Regions from separate parts of the Hordeum vulgare genome. Here region 2 is linked to region 1. The links are chromatin contacts, called in public Hi-C maps. All regions are on one chromosome and are shown on one strand. The core of a region is the stretch at or near the end of the contact, and the rest is flanking DNA. Distances in the headings are between cores, read along the strand shown.

Region 1 (6,245 bases), core at 1,022-3,521:
AACAGAGAAGACTGGCGGAATAACACAGCTGCCGCTCCATTTCTGTCAGCCGATTCTGCAGTAGACAGAGTCGTTAGTAAGACTAATACATTTATGTTCCTGATTTTTCAAGGCATTTTCCTGAAAGTTTGTCGTGACCAACAAATTTCTGAATCAAAAATCAAATGCAGACTTGAGCATCACCTGAGGGTGCACTGGAAAGGCTTGTGGAACTAGGAGAGGAAACGGTTGAAGAAGAAATGGACCTGGGTGTTTCACATCTATCAGATGCAGCCGAGTGCACGAATGAAAGTTTGCCCTTTGAAACCACGTATGCTGTACAGAAGCTTGGAATGCATTCAGATATTTTGGTTGCAGTCTTGCTTCCTTTGAGCTTCCTAGAAATAGTTAACGATGTCAAACACATGATTAGTATCACAGTGGTTTCTTATTATAACTGCTGATAAACTTATTTTACTCCATAAAATTGTCTCTTAATGTGAAATCCTAGTCAAGCCGAATCATCATTAAAATAGCGCAGTACTCCCTTTGGTACAATTTTTTCTTTTGGAAATTTTGACCAACGCTAAAGGAGCATGTAGTCAGTGGAGTCCCTACAACACATAATGCCTTTTTTTTTGGTGAAGAGTTACTACTAATCTTACATTTTGTCCAAAATTCCACATAAACTCGCAGTCAAGTAGTTGCAGTGCAACATTCAGTGTTAGGCTGGTAGCTGGGGAATTAAATGAGAAGACAATGATCATCCTACCAAATGCTTAAGCTTTTCTGACTATTTATATTTTATTATCACAGTGCTCCAGCTAATCATCCTAAAAGTTTTCTTATGCTGAAACGACAACAATCAGAATGTACCTTCGGAATATGCTTCTCGACGAAGAGCCCAAGACCAGCTTGCCAATGTTGAATTTGTCGATTTCCTCGCTTATAGCAGCAGGCACATCATCAGATTCAAGTAAAACGGCTTCAGCCTCCACCTGTTGATCAAACATAACACTATCATGACTTGTGTGAACCTCAACTGTCATGCTAAGTTGCGTAATTGTTAGCAAGCCAATTGAAACCTGTCTCTGAGCACACATCTTCTTGTACGGTAGCAACATATTCCTTGCTTGCCATTCCAGTTCTTCTCTGTACGCCGAAGCTACTTCGTCGCGCACTTGCGAGACCGGGATGTAGTTGCCCACTGTCATCAGAGGAACAAGAGCAGGTCAGTGTTCTGAATGATTAGTTAGGAACAGCAGGTATATTCTTAATCACATGTTGCCCACACTTGGTACAACAAAGGTTCATATTCATCAACCTAACGATAATGCAGTCCGCCAAAGGACAAAACTCTGCACTCTGCAGTTGGTGCCCCTGGGTAGTGGTGGGTGTGACCTTGTGACACTGTAACCATAAAATTTGTTCATAGATGCTGCTACTTCCAAGATCAATTATTGGGACTGATTAACAGTATGAAGCTTGCAATACCAAAACCAAAACTAACCTATCCAATTGGCATAGAAATGCCAGTCATTGTTCAATAAAAAATAAAAAAATGCCAGTCTGAAATTGTAGTTAAAAATAAAATAAAAGTAAACTAGCAGTCATGGTAGCAAAAGGTTCATGGACTATTAAAACTGGAAAAAAAAATCTTGTCCAGACATCAAGAGCTGTAAACTCATACAGTTTACTGATAGGAGGCAGAGATGAAATGGAAAAAAAAAGTCAGAGAGAAGAACTAGCAGTCATAGTAGCAAAAGGCTCATGATCTGTTAACACTGTTTTTCTTTTCTTTTCTTGTTCAGACACCATTAACTGTGAATTCAGACAGTGGGCGGAGATGAAATGGAAAATAAATGAGAGAGAGGACTGACTTGGCGTGGGCACCATGGTGAGGGGCGGGCGGACATGCAGGATCCGGAAGAGGACCCTCCCGCCGGGCACGAACTTGTCGAGGGCCCACCTGAGCGCGTGCCTGCTGCTCCTGCTCCCGCTCACCGCGATGGCCACCGTGCTCACCTCCATCTCCGGCGCCGTCTCGCCGGAGTCCTCCTCGATCTCCATCGACGAACGTACGTCGTCCCCTGAAAGAATCGACCTCTTCCCCCCCTCCCTCCTAATCAAAGAGAGTGCCTCGGAGAAGCCATGGGGAGGGTGACGATGATGATCCGAGGAACCGGGCGAGGAGGAGGAGGAGGCAGCAGGAGACGCGGGCGTGGAGTGAGGACTGAGCTCGCCTCTGAGAGGGAGGCGGAGGCGTCTCCGGTTAAGTTGGTTGGAGCGGAATAAATTACTGCAACGGGCAGGGTTGGAGGGTGTGCGTACAGTGTACACGGACGAGAAAAAAATAATTAGTAAGCGATATTGCTATGCTTACACGCGGGTTCACACACGCATTGGTTGAGTGCATTGGTGATAACCACTCAACCAATGCTACCTCTTGGTTTTCCTCCATGCGATAAATTTTGTGCGAAAATGCGATGTTGTTTCGTTTTTGTTGGGTTCCACGCGTTAGTAAGATTGACACGGTTTAATTTGCTTTGTTTATTTTTGAGAAAAGAACTTGATTTGCCTTGAAATATATATTTATAAAACATCGACACGTGCGGTTCAATAACCGTAAATTAGACTTTGATGCTTATTTTAGGACATTAGCCGGCATACTACTTCATCATATGCATATGTAGGTTGTTTATTTTTGAGAAAAAAACTTGATTTGCCTTGGAATGAAAGTTTATAAAACATCGACATGGTGTGGTTCGGTAACCGTAAATTAGACTTTGATGCTTATTTTGGGACATTAGCCGGCATACTAGTTCATCAAACTCGTAGATGCATGATGTGTGTCCACCTACATCGAACCTTATTATTTTTTTTCTTTGCGAGGATATTTGACAAACATTGCCTTGTACTCCCTCCGTTCCTAAACTTAAGTCTTTCTAGATATTTCACTAGTGAACTACATACAGATGTATATAGACATATTTTAGAATGTAGATTCATTCATTTTGCTTCGTATGTAGACCATTAGTGAAATCTTTTAAAAGACTTATATTTAGGAACGGAGAGAGTATATTGTATATACGTACACACGTATACATTCTCATGTACGATTTCCGGGTGACGTTGGCACTGCTCAATACGAGGCAGACAACCTGCCCCGGTAGAACCAATGATCCGTCCCGAGGCTTGACCAGAGGGAGTGGACGGACGCCGTGGGCTCCGAGAAAAATACCTCAAGCATTTAATCTTTGTTTAGTATTCAAGTCGCAACTTGCGAGGAAGGACGCCATGTGAACACAGGCAATCGAAGGTCTTTCTTCTATTTCGAATAGGACAACACCACCGCGACGACGACGGCGACGGACGGTGACCACGACGGCGGCGACGACTCATTGGTCATGAACCGGCATCTTGCATAGTAAAGTATATCCATCCTGCTACAGGTCGACAGGTTGTCAAGTGGAGAGGACTGTTGTCGCCGTAGCAGTTGCACGGCCACGGCAGCTCACGAGATTGGCAGCGACAACCTGGGCCCCAGGTACGTGCAGTTTTATTTTACTCTCTCTGCTCTGTTAAGATGTCTTTTTGATACTGGTATATAGTGTTCAAAAAGGTCTTGTATTATGAGATTGAGGAAGCATTTTTTGAGCCGACCACTACGTGAAGAAGGTACTATGCTCATCTAATGCCTTTTCTTCTTAACTAAGCTATTTGGGTTTTTTCTATTCATAGAATGATCCAAGATGATTCAAATAGAAAGCTTCAGCGCAACATAGGTAGTTCCTCAACTATTTTGTTAACAAGTGCACCTACTTTTTTATTTTACGTTTTCTATTCATGACAAAAGATAGAAAAGAAAAATTATTTAAAGATAAAGCAACAAGCACACACCAGAATACCAACCCTACTCTATGGTTTCCCATCAACGATGTCAGAGAAAGTTTTGATACCACACAAGTATAAGGGATCGTTTGCAGCCTTTTCGTTAAATAAGAGTGTCAAACTCAATGAATAGCTAAAAAAGAACTAATGTTCTCTTAAGTTATATCGATCACCGATACAACTCTACGCAAACTAATATTCAGTTTATCTAGTACAAAAAATAAACTAGAACTACCTTGTAGGTGTAATAGGATATGCTGGCAATATAACAAAGAACATGGAAACAAAAGTTAGGTGATTTTTTTAATAAAAAACAATTAAGTTAATATAACGAGGGTGGAAAAATGATGATCGGATTTGCAAAATTGTCCTATACACTTGATAATAAGATCGGTAATCATTATTGCAATTTTATATGAGGGAGAGACATAAGCTAACACACTTTTCGTACATGGATCACATGAATTTATGATTGGTAATCTAGCAAGCATCCGTAAATATTATAGATCATTAAGGTAAACTCAACCATAGCATTAAGTGTAAAGTCACCTTTATTCCATATGCAACAATTCCCTCACTCGAATTTGTGTTTCTATCGCTCACGCAACTCGGTCAGTAATCAAATCATGAATATATTGCAACACCCTACACTGAGAATCCCAAAAGTGCGCGCGGCATGGGAGACACCATAGGACAACACCAAAATAAAACATTTAACTTAAACCAATCGAGATCATCAGTCGACTCATAGGACAAAAGGGATCTACTCAAACATCATAAGATGGCTACACATCATTGGATAATAATATATAGAGTAAAACACCATATTCAAAAAGGGGATACAATGGGTTGCAAAAGAGTGGACCGCTGATAATAGATGAGGGAATGTGATGAAGGTGACGACAGCGAAGTTGTTGATGTAAATCGTCATGACGATGGTTCCCTCGGTGGCGCCCCGACTCCACCAGGAGAGAGGGGGGGAGGTCCCCCTCCTTCTTCTTCTTGATTGGACTTCTCCGTAGATGGGAGAAGGATTCCTCCTCTGGCCCTTAGCTGCCATGGTCCCCGAGGGACGGGAGCCCCTCTAGTTTGGATCTCTCTTTGTTTTCTTCTTTGTTCCACAACCTGGTTTTCTGGTCGAACACCGTTATTTTATAGCCGGAGATCCGTAACTCCGATCCGGCAGATTTTTTAACACAATTTTTTATCCAGATATTAGTTTCCTTGTGCTTGAAGGACAACTTGAACCGACCGCTGAGGAGGCCACAAGCCTGCCTGGCGTGCCCCAGGGTAGGGGGCGCCCCCTGGAGTTTGTGGGGCCCATGGGCCTTGAAAGCACAATTTCTCCCTAGGGTGGTTTTGATAATTTATCACAACATATGCATCATTGGACTAATGTGTTTTCCAAGTACATTTCGGAAAATTCAAAAGATGCTATGGCTTAAGGTTTTTGTGGAGATGCCCCTTGATGCAAGAAAGGAATAATATTGGCTTAAGCTTCAAGCTAGAAGACTCTTCATTTTATATTTGTGAGAAATCACTTTTTGATTCCATAGGAAAGCCAATACTATTAAAAGGGGGTGATGTAGTAAAATGAACTGATTGCTCAAATGTTAAAAGTTAGCCACCAAAACACTCAGTCATTTTCCCCACATATCCACTCTGTCAAGTTCCACATTCACAAATTTGGTGTCACCAGCGTTTCCACATTGGACCCATTGAGTTTGAACCTCAGAAATGTTGGGGAACGTTGCATGGGAAACAAAAATTTTCCTACGCACATGCAATACCTATCCACGGTGATGATCATCTATGAGAGGGCAGAGTGAATCTACATACCCTTGTACATCGCTAAGCAGAAGCGTATATAACGCGATTGATGTAGTGGAACATATTTGCGATCCAAATCGCTACCCGTCCTGCGATCTCATCACGATCCATCCCGCGATCCCATCACGATCCATCCCGATCTAGTGTCGAACGGACGACACCTCCGCGTTCAGCATATGTACAGCTCGATGACGATCCCCGCCTTCTTGATCCATCAAGAGGGGCGGAGAGGTAGATGAGTTCTCCAGCACGGCGGCATGGTGGTGGTGGTGGTGGAGCTATTCTAGCAGGGCTTCGCCTAAGCACCGCTGAAACTAGACTAGAGGAGAAACAAATCAAGAGAGAGGGCAGCAAGTGGCTGTTTTTCTGTGTCTAAAAAACCCTCAATACCTCTAGTATATATAGGAGGGAGGGAGGGGAGGAGGCAGCCTCAAACCCTCAAGGTTTGGCCGAAATTGGAGGTGGAGGAGTCCTACTCCAATCCTACTAGGAGTAGGATTCCTCCTTTCCACTTGGAAACCCTTTCCACCTTTTCCATCTTTGGG
Region 2 (6,245 bases), core at 1,612-4,111, 310 kb after region 1:
TACATGATTTCTCTATCACCAAGTGCATGGATGTGTTGAAAACAATGAAGGATGTCACCCTTATCGAGAAGATCAAATCATTCAACGTCTTCAAGGATGCTGCAAACTGTGAGATTTTCATAAATGCCGCTCATGATGATAAAGAGACCGCTGTTATGTGGCTTCAGAGCCAGATGTCCCATGAGGCATGTTCAAGATTTGAGCTCTCAAGTGTTGACTATAATGCTTTGTTTTATTTCTAGATGACTTTCTGTTATATGTAATATGTGCTGGAACATACAAAGCTATTTAGTGATCCCCTGCATGAATTTAGCAAATATCTATACATTTACAGAACAAGTGATATATGTTTCCCTCAAAATAAAAAAAGCTACATATAGTGTCTTTAGCTTTCAAATTCCCCCTCTTAAAATTGTCTATAGCCAGGATACTTATTTCAAGTTTTAGAGGAATACTAGCTAGGCTACCACATCTTCTTGTGAGGACACAACATCTGCTCAGGTTTCAAAGTAGAGTACAGATACCTTATAGTAAACTTGCCAACCCTATTTTAGTTAAAAGTCTTAAAGTGTTTATCCAAATTTTCTGTTAATTGGACAACTGAGCATAAAGCTTTCTTAAAAGCCCTATTATTAATAACGTTTGTAAAGATTTTAAAATAACATTGATAAGGCAGATAAGCCTATACTATTGTAAACTATTTGCACTAGCAGATTTAGGTAACAAAGTTACAAATCCATAATTAAACCTAGCCAAATACAACTTGTTCTCATAGAAATCTTGAAAGAGAACTAAAAGATTACCCCCTGATAAGTCCCACAAGTGCTCATAAAACTCTACTGGTAGCTCATCTAATTTTTGCAAGGAGCTTTATTATGTTTCATACTGAAAACAACCACTCTAATTTCTTCTAGATAATTTTTTTGCAAGGGCTTTATTATCTTTGCAATAAAGCAATATTTTGAGTTATCTAGGATTACAATTCTGAAACGATTATTCTGCTTGCTTTGAACTTAAACATTGGCCACTGATTATGGTTGCGCAGATCATATATACCATTCTTGAGTGCAAAAATGGATTCACGAAAGATTACCAAAAGGACGACCATGACATCAAAAGAGCAACTCATCTCCATTACAACATCATTTCTCATCATTTCTTGGTTTGTAATAATACCCAGCCTTGGACGCAAACATCAACAAAGGGCAAGCTATTGTGTGACTATGTTGCATTATTATTGTTGCAAAAGTTTGTCGTGAATGTGATGTAGAATTATGTTGTTGATGTGATGATCTGCAAAATTAAGTCATGCAAAATTATGATGTTGCTATGATGCAAAGATCACATTTTTATTTTGATTATCCAATAATCTTTGTCCCAAAATTATGTTATGGTTGTGATAAAGTGTTGTTATGATAAGATACTGATTCCAAGGCATGTAGAATTATGTTGTTGCTGTGATGATCTACAAAGATCACATTATTATTTTGATTATCCAATAGTACAAAGACAATACCCACCTATGAACGTAGGGGATTTGAATGAATGGGAATGTGGGGGATTTGGATGAAAGGGGATGTGGGGGGATTTAAAGGGATTGGGTGAAGGCAAGCAAATCATCAAATCCCCTACAATTCCCAACCCCTGGTGGTTGGAAAAAAGCTTGTGCTGAACAAGGCCTTAATGATTTCGTTCACAAGTGTATTGAGGGGGATCATCCGAGCCCATCCCAAACGAAATCACTAATTAGCGAGCACACCTTTCAACGATTACTCTCACCTCCACAGATTGCGACAAGTGGCGTACTGCATGCGTGCCACTTGTCGCAACCTGGGAGTTTTCCCTTTTTTCATAGATTCGTATTTTCAATACGCTTCATCTCCTAAACCGTGCGTCCAAATCTCAAACCGTTTTCATCGTTGGCTTTCTCACGTCTAGATCTTCAAAACTACATCCCATGTTGATATGTTTTGACGAACATATTTTTCACGAAAAAACCGGACGGAAAAACCATGCCTCTCACGGAAAAAGAAAGAGAGCAGAAAACACGTTTTTTCCCTTTCGGGGAGAGGCACGGGCTGCCTCTCATGAAGTCAAAACCATGCCTTTCGTGGAAGCAAAACTGTGTCTCTCGTGAAAAAACAAACAAACAGAAAACACGTTTTTCCCCTTTCCGAAAGGCACGGGTGTGCCTCTTGCAAAGGCAAAACCGTGTCTTTTGCGGAAGCAAAACCGTGCCTCTCGCAAAAAAAAAGAAAACGCGTTTTTTCCCTTTCCGAAAGACACGGATGTGTCTCTCGCGAAGGCAAAACCGTGCCTTTCATGAAAACAAAACCGTGCCTCTCGCAAAAAAACAAAAAATGTGTTTTTCCCCTCCCCGAAAGGCACGGACGTGCCTCTCGCGAAGGCAAAACCATGTCTTTCGCGGAAGCAAAACCGTGCCTCTTGCAAAAAAAAAAAAACGCGTTTTCCATGCCTCTCACGAAGATAAAACCGTGCATCTCGCGGAAACATAACCGTGTCACTCGCAAAAAAAAGCAGAAACGTGTTAAAACACATTTTTTTCCAAAAAAAATCTATCCAAAAGTTACGAATGACTCGTGAAAAAATGAAACACCAATTTTTTTTACAGAAAACCATTTAAAAAAGACGAAAATGCGTGCGAAAAAATAAAAAACAAAATTCAAAGAAAATGTTCAAAACGTGTCAAGTAGCGACGCGCCGGAGCGATCGCTACGTTTCAAAAAAAAGCGCTGGATAACTAGCTGCTCCCCAACCCAAAACTCCGTAAAACCCCCAACTCTTCATTTGGTGGGCCGGTTTTAGACCGGATCAGCCCAGCCCCCGTAATCCCCCACGACCCCCACCCTCGTTTATCCTCCACCCGCCGCCACCGCCTCCATCCACATCGGCCGTAGCCGACGCCTCCATCCACATCCGCCGCTGACGCTGCTCGCCCGGCGGCTCCATCCTACGTCGACTCTCCTCGACACGAAGGCCAGCCCGGCGGTCTCCCCCCTCCCCCCATCGTGTGCTGCCTCAATCCCTACCGTCGCTGGACGCCCCTCCTCCGCAGGCCTCTTCCCCGGCGCCACAACCGGCATTATCTCCGGTAGTCCTCCACCTCATCCCCTTTTGTCCTCCTAGGTTTCACTGCCACGGTCTCAAGAAGATCTCACCATGGCTGCGGGCAGTCTTTACAGATGATTCTTTGGATTCCTCACCATGGCTGTACGCAAGAAGACGGAGAAAGCCTGCATTGTAGTTTCTGTCAGCGTATACTGTCAGTGTACACCTTTTCATAAACTGTCAGTGTATATGGTCAGTTCATTTGGTTAGCTAGTTCATGCTAAGTTCTTGGTCAGAAGCGAATGATAGTTCTGTTGATTACTGTACTTAGTTTGGTACTTTCTCTAGTTCCACTGTCATGTTCATGCTAGTTTGTGCAGACTTTTGTTTGGTGATCTTATATATTACTTTCGGGAGAAATAGTTTCATGCTAATTTATGAGTGAAGACACGGACTCGTTGTTGCTCGTCGTTTGATTTCTGGAGATGAGAAGTCACAAATTCCACTTATCTTCAGCTACAGAGGAACATGTGACATGTCTTCTCTCATAAACTTTGTCTTGTGTACTACCACTAGCATGTATATGTATACAGGGGGGTTTGGCTTAAAATTCGACAGTAAGATTAGCTTGTACTAAAAAAAGTTGTTCTACAGCTTTGTGAGGAGGGTAGGTATTTTAGCTCCTGAACATGCATGTTTATGTTTTATTTCTCTTTTGATTGCATGTTGACACATATCATGTTCCTTAATACTTGTTGACAATAATGATTAACTTAATTGCTGGTGCCAGAATTAGTTTGCAATCTTGCATCAAATTCATATAGAACTTTTGATAATATTTATAATCTCTGTTTCAAAGTGAGAGCATTTAGCTATGTGATGCTTTCGCTACCTTAGAGCTAATTTATCTATTTTGCATCATATTTTTTGTCATTGGCAGTACCATTTGCTATTAGCTATGTGATGCTTTCACAACCTTAGAGCTACAAGGTTACCCTTATAAAAAAAATGTGCATACGACCATTGTCCTTTAGCTATATGACCTTTGTCCTTCAGAATTTCTATTAGATGTTGAACATTGATCTGAGGGCTAAGGGTTGTTGGCCAGTTCTTTTATTATTAGACATTGGGGCAAGTTGCAACCGACAGGTGTTTTAATGTCCAAACATATATCGTGATCTGAATAAATATCAGAGTATATGTTCTTGCAGTATACGACATTGCTGTTTGTGTTAGCCAAGAGAGTGCTTTTCATTTGATTGTTCTTGCATAGTAATCCATATGCGTGCATTCCACGTGAGAAGGGCTGTTTTATATTGTCCATCTAGTCGACAACGACGACATAACCTACTTATTATAGTTGTATGTTATAGTTGCAGTGTATTCGTATGATTAGTATTTTTGCTCATTATTTCTTATCCAACCCATGCTTATTGGCAGATGAGTGAAATAGGCATGGTTGATGAGAAAGAACAATCTTTTTCCTATTGTTATCTTTGTCAAAGTGTTGAAATGTATGGAGCAGATTCCCACCTTTTCCAATGCTTCAACTCTTGCTTCTATCCTTTTCATTGTGCTTAGTGCATCCACACTCTTGTTACGGCACAAATATTGCGACTTGTGTATGTCAGTTTTCTTATTAGTTGTTATTATCTTTGTTATGCTTTCGCAATCGTCATTCCTTGTTTAGCCCATTTCTTACCTACGTAGCAAATTGCATGTGAAAGCTGTACTCATGTATTCATATTACTCTGCTTGTCGTGCTCTGTACGTGGAATACTCCAAAGTGCCTGCTGCTGAATTCATATTACTGTGCCAAACCAAACACTGTCAAGGGATCTGTTACCTTTATATAGCAGAACCAAACAAAACATGGTTTGTTGAGTCTGGAGCTGTTAAACTGGGTAATCTGTTTCCCTTTACCCTTACGTTACCACTCATGTAAACAAACACTTCCTTAGTGTGATTCTGTGAGCAGAAAATACGTATCAATATGTGCGTTTCTGTGGGCATAAAAAACCTGCATATATATGTTTGATTCTATGTGTAGAGAAATGCATGCATATATTTGTACGGTAGGCCATATGCATATGCATTTTTGGTGGTGGATTTGGCAACCAAACACCCTCTAAACCCATTCCCGTGCAGAACCTAGAACGGCGGCGAAGGCGATGGTGAGGGAGGACAGGAAGCGGAGGCAGCCCGACGATGAGGCGGCGGACGAGGACGAGAGGAGGGGGCGGAGGGATAAGAGGCCCAAGGAGGAGAAGTCGGCGCCGCCACTGCCGTCGGAGATCAGGAACAAGGAGAAGCGCAGCGAGGTGTACGCCAAGCTCAAGCGCGAGAAGAAGGCCCAGAAGCGCAGGCTAGGTCGTGAGCGTGGCCAGGCCGCCCAGCGTGCCGCCGAGCTCGGCGAGGAGGCAAGCGCCATCTCCCCCTCTTTCCCTCCCCAGAAACGAATTTCCCGTGGGGTGCGAGGCTCTAGATGGATTCTGACGGTCTTTTGGCGTGATTGGGTGTTTACAGGTGCCGGAGAAGCAGGTGCCCCGGACGATCGAGAACACAAGGGAGCCCGACGAGACCGTTTGCCGGCCTGACGACCAGGAGGTTCGTACAATGTCTTTCGTGCTATTTAATTGATAAATATAATCAGTGCGGGGGTCCCTAGTATTGAAATGATTGCAGATTTACACCTTACAAATAAATGGCTTGGCTAGTTAGAGTTCCAAACATCAAATCTAAGGGTGCTTATGCTATGTTCAGTTTATAAGAACAGTAGAACTAGTCCCTTCTTATTTCTGACTAGTAGAATGCCCGTGCGTCGCTACTGGCCTTCAATTTCTTGTTCTGATCACATCGTAGTATACCCCCATATTGTTGCACAAAAATCGATGAATATTTGGCCCTTGCCAATGACATCGCCTTGACCTTTGGTATTATGATGTATACATATAATTATTTGTATGCATCTCATTTGATGTGTATAACTCGATGGGTTTTTAGTTCGTTCCATCATAATTACGTTAGTTACTTTGTCAATTGAGAGATGACGAATGTGTTGAAGAAGAAGAAGAAAGACTTGGTTAAGCCATTGATATTAAATATAATATATGAACATCAATTATTAGCTTCAATTTTTCGTGAGGACGAACATGGAACTATATGGTTTGAGGGTC

Evidence for each region. Hi-C and Micro-C count contacts between places; a contact is called where the count stands out from the background.
Region 2: a contact with region 1 is called in a Hi-C map of seedling, with 5 times the contacts expected there. The contact joins the promoter of LOC123408094 here to the promoter of LOC123410245 in region 1. A contact is called at or near these places in 4 of 6 Hi-C or Micro-C datasets (leaf and seedling).

The regions. Positions count from the first base shown.
Region 1 is chr7H:25,871,895-25,878,139 of MorexV3_pseudomolecules_assembly, forward strand. LOC123410245 (U-box domain-containing protein 35-like) reads right to left here and starts at 2,272. Exons shown (of 8, transcript XM_045103157.1): 1 at 1,860-2,272; 2 at 1,065-1,186; 3 at 856-977; 4 at 184-377; 5 at 1-55. The coding sequence starts at 2,049.
Region 2 is chr7H:26,183,356-26,189,600 of MorexV3_pseudomolecules_assembly, forward strand. It overlaps LOC123408094 (ribosome production factor 1-like), which reads left to right and starts at 2,862. Exons shown (of 13, transcript XM_045101290.1): 1 at 2,862-3,112; 2 at 3,195-3,283; 3 at 5,218-5,489; 4 at 5,596-5,676. The coding sequence starts at 5,241.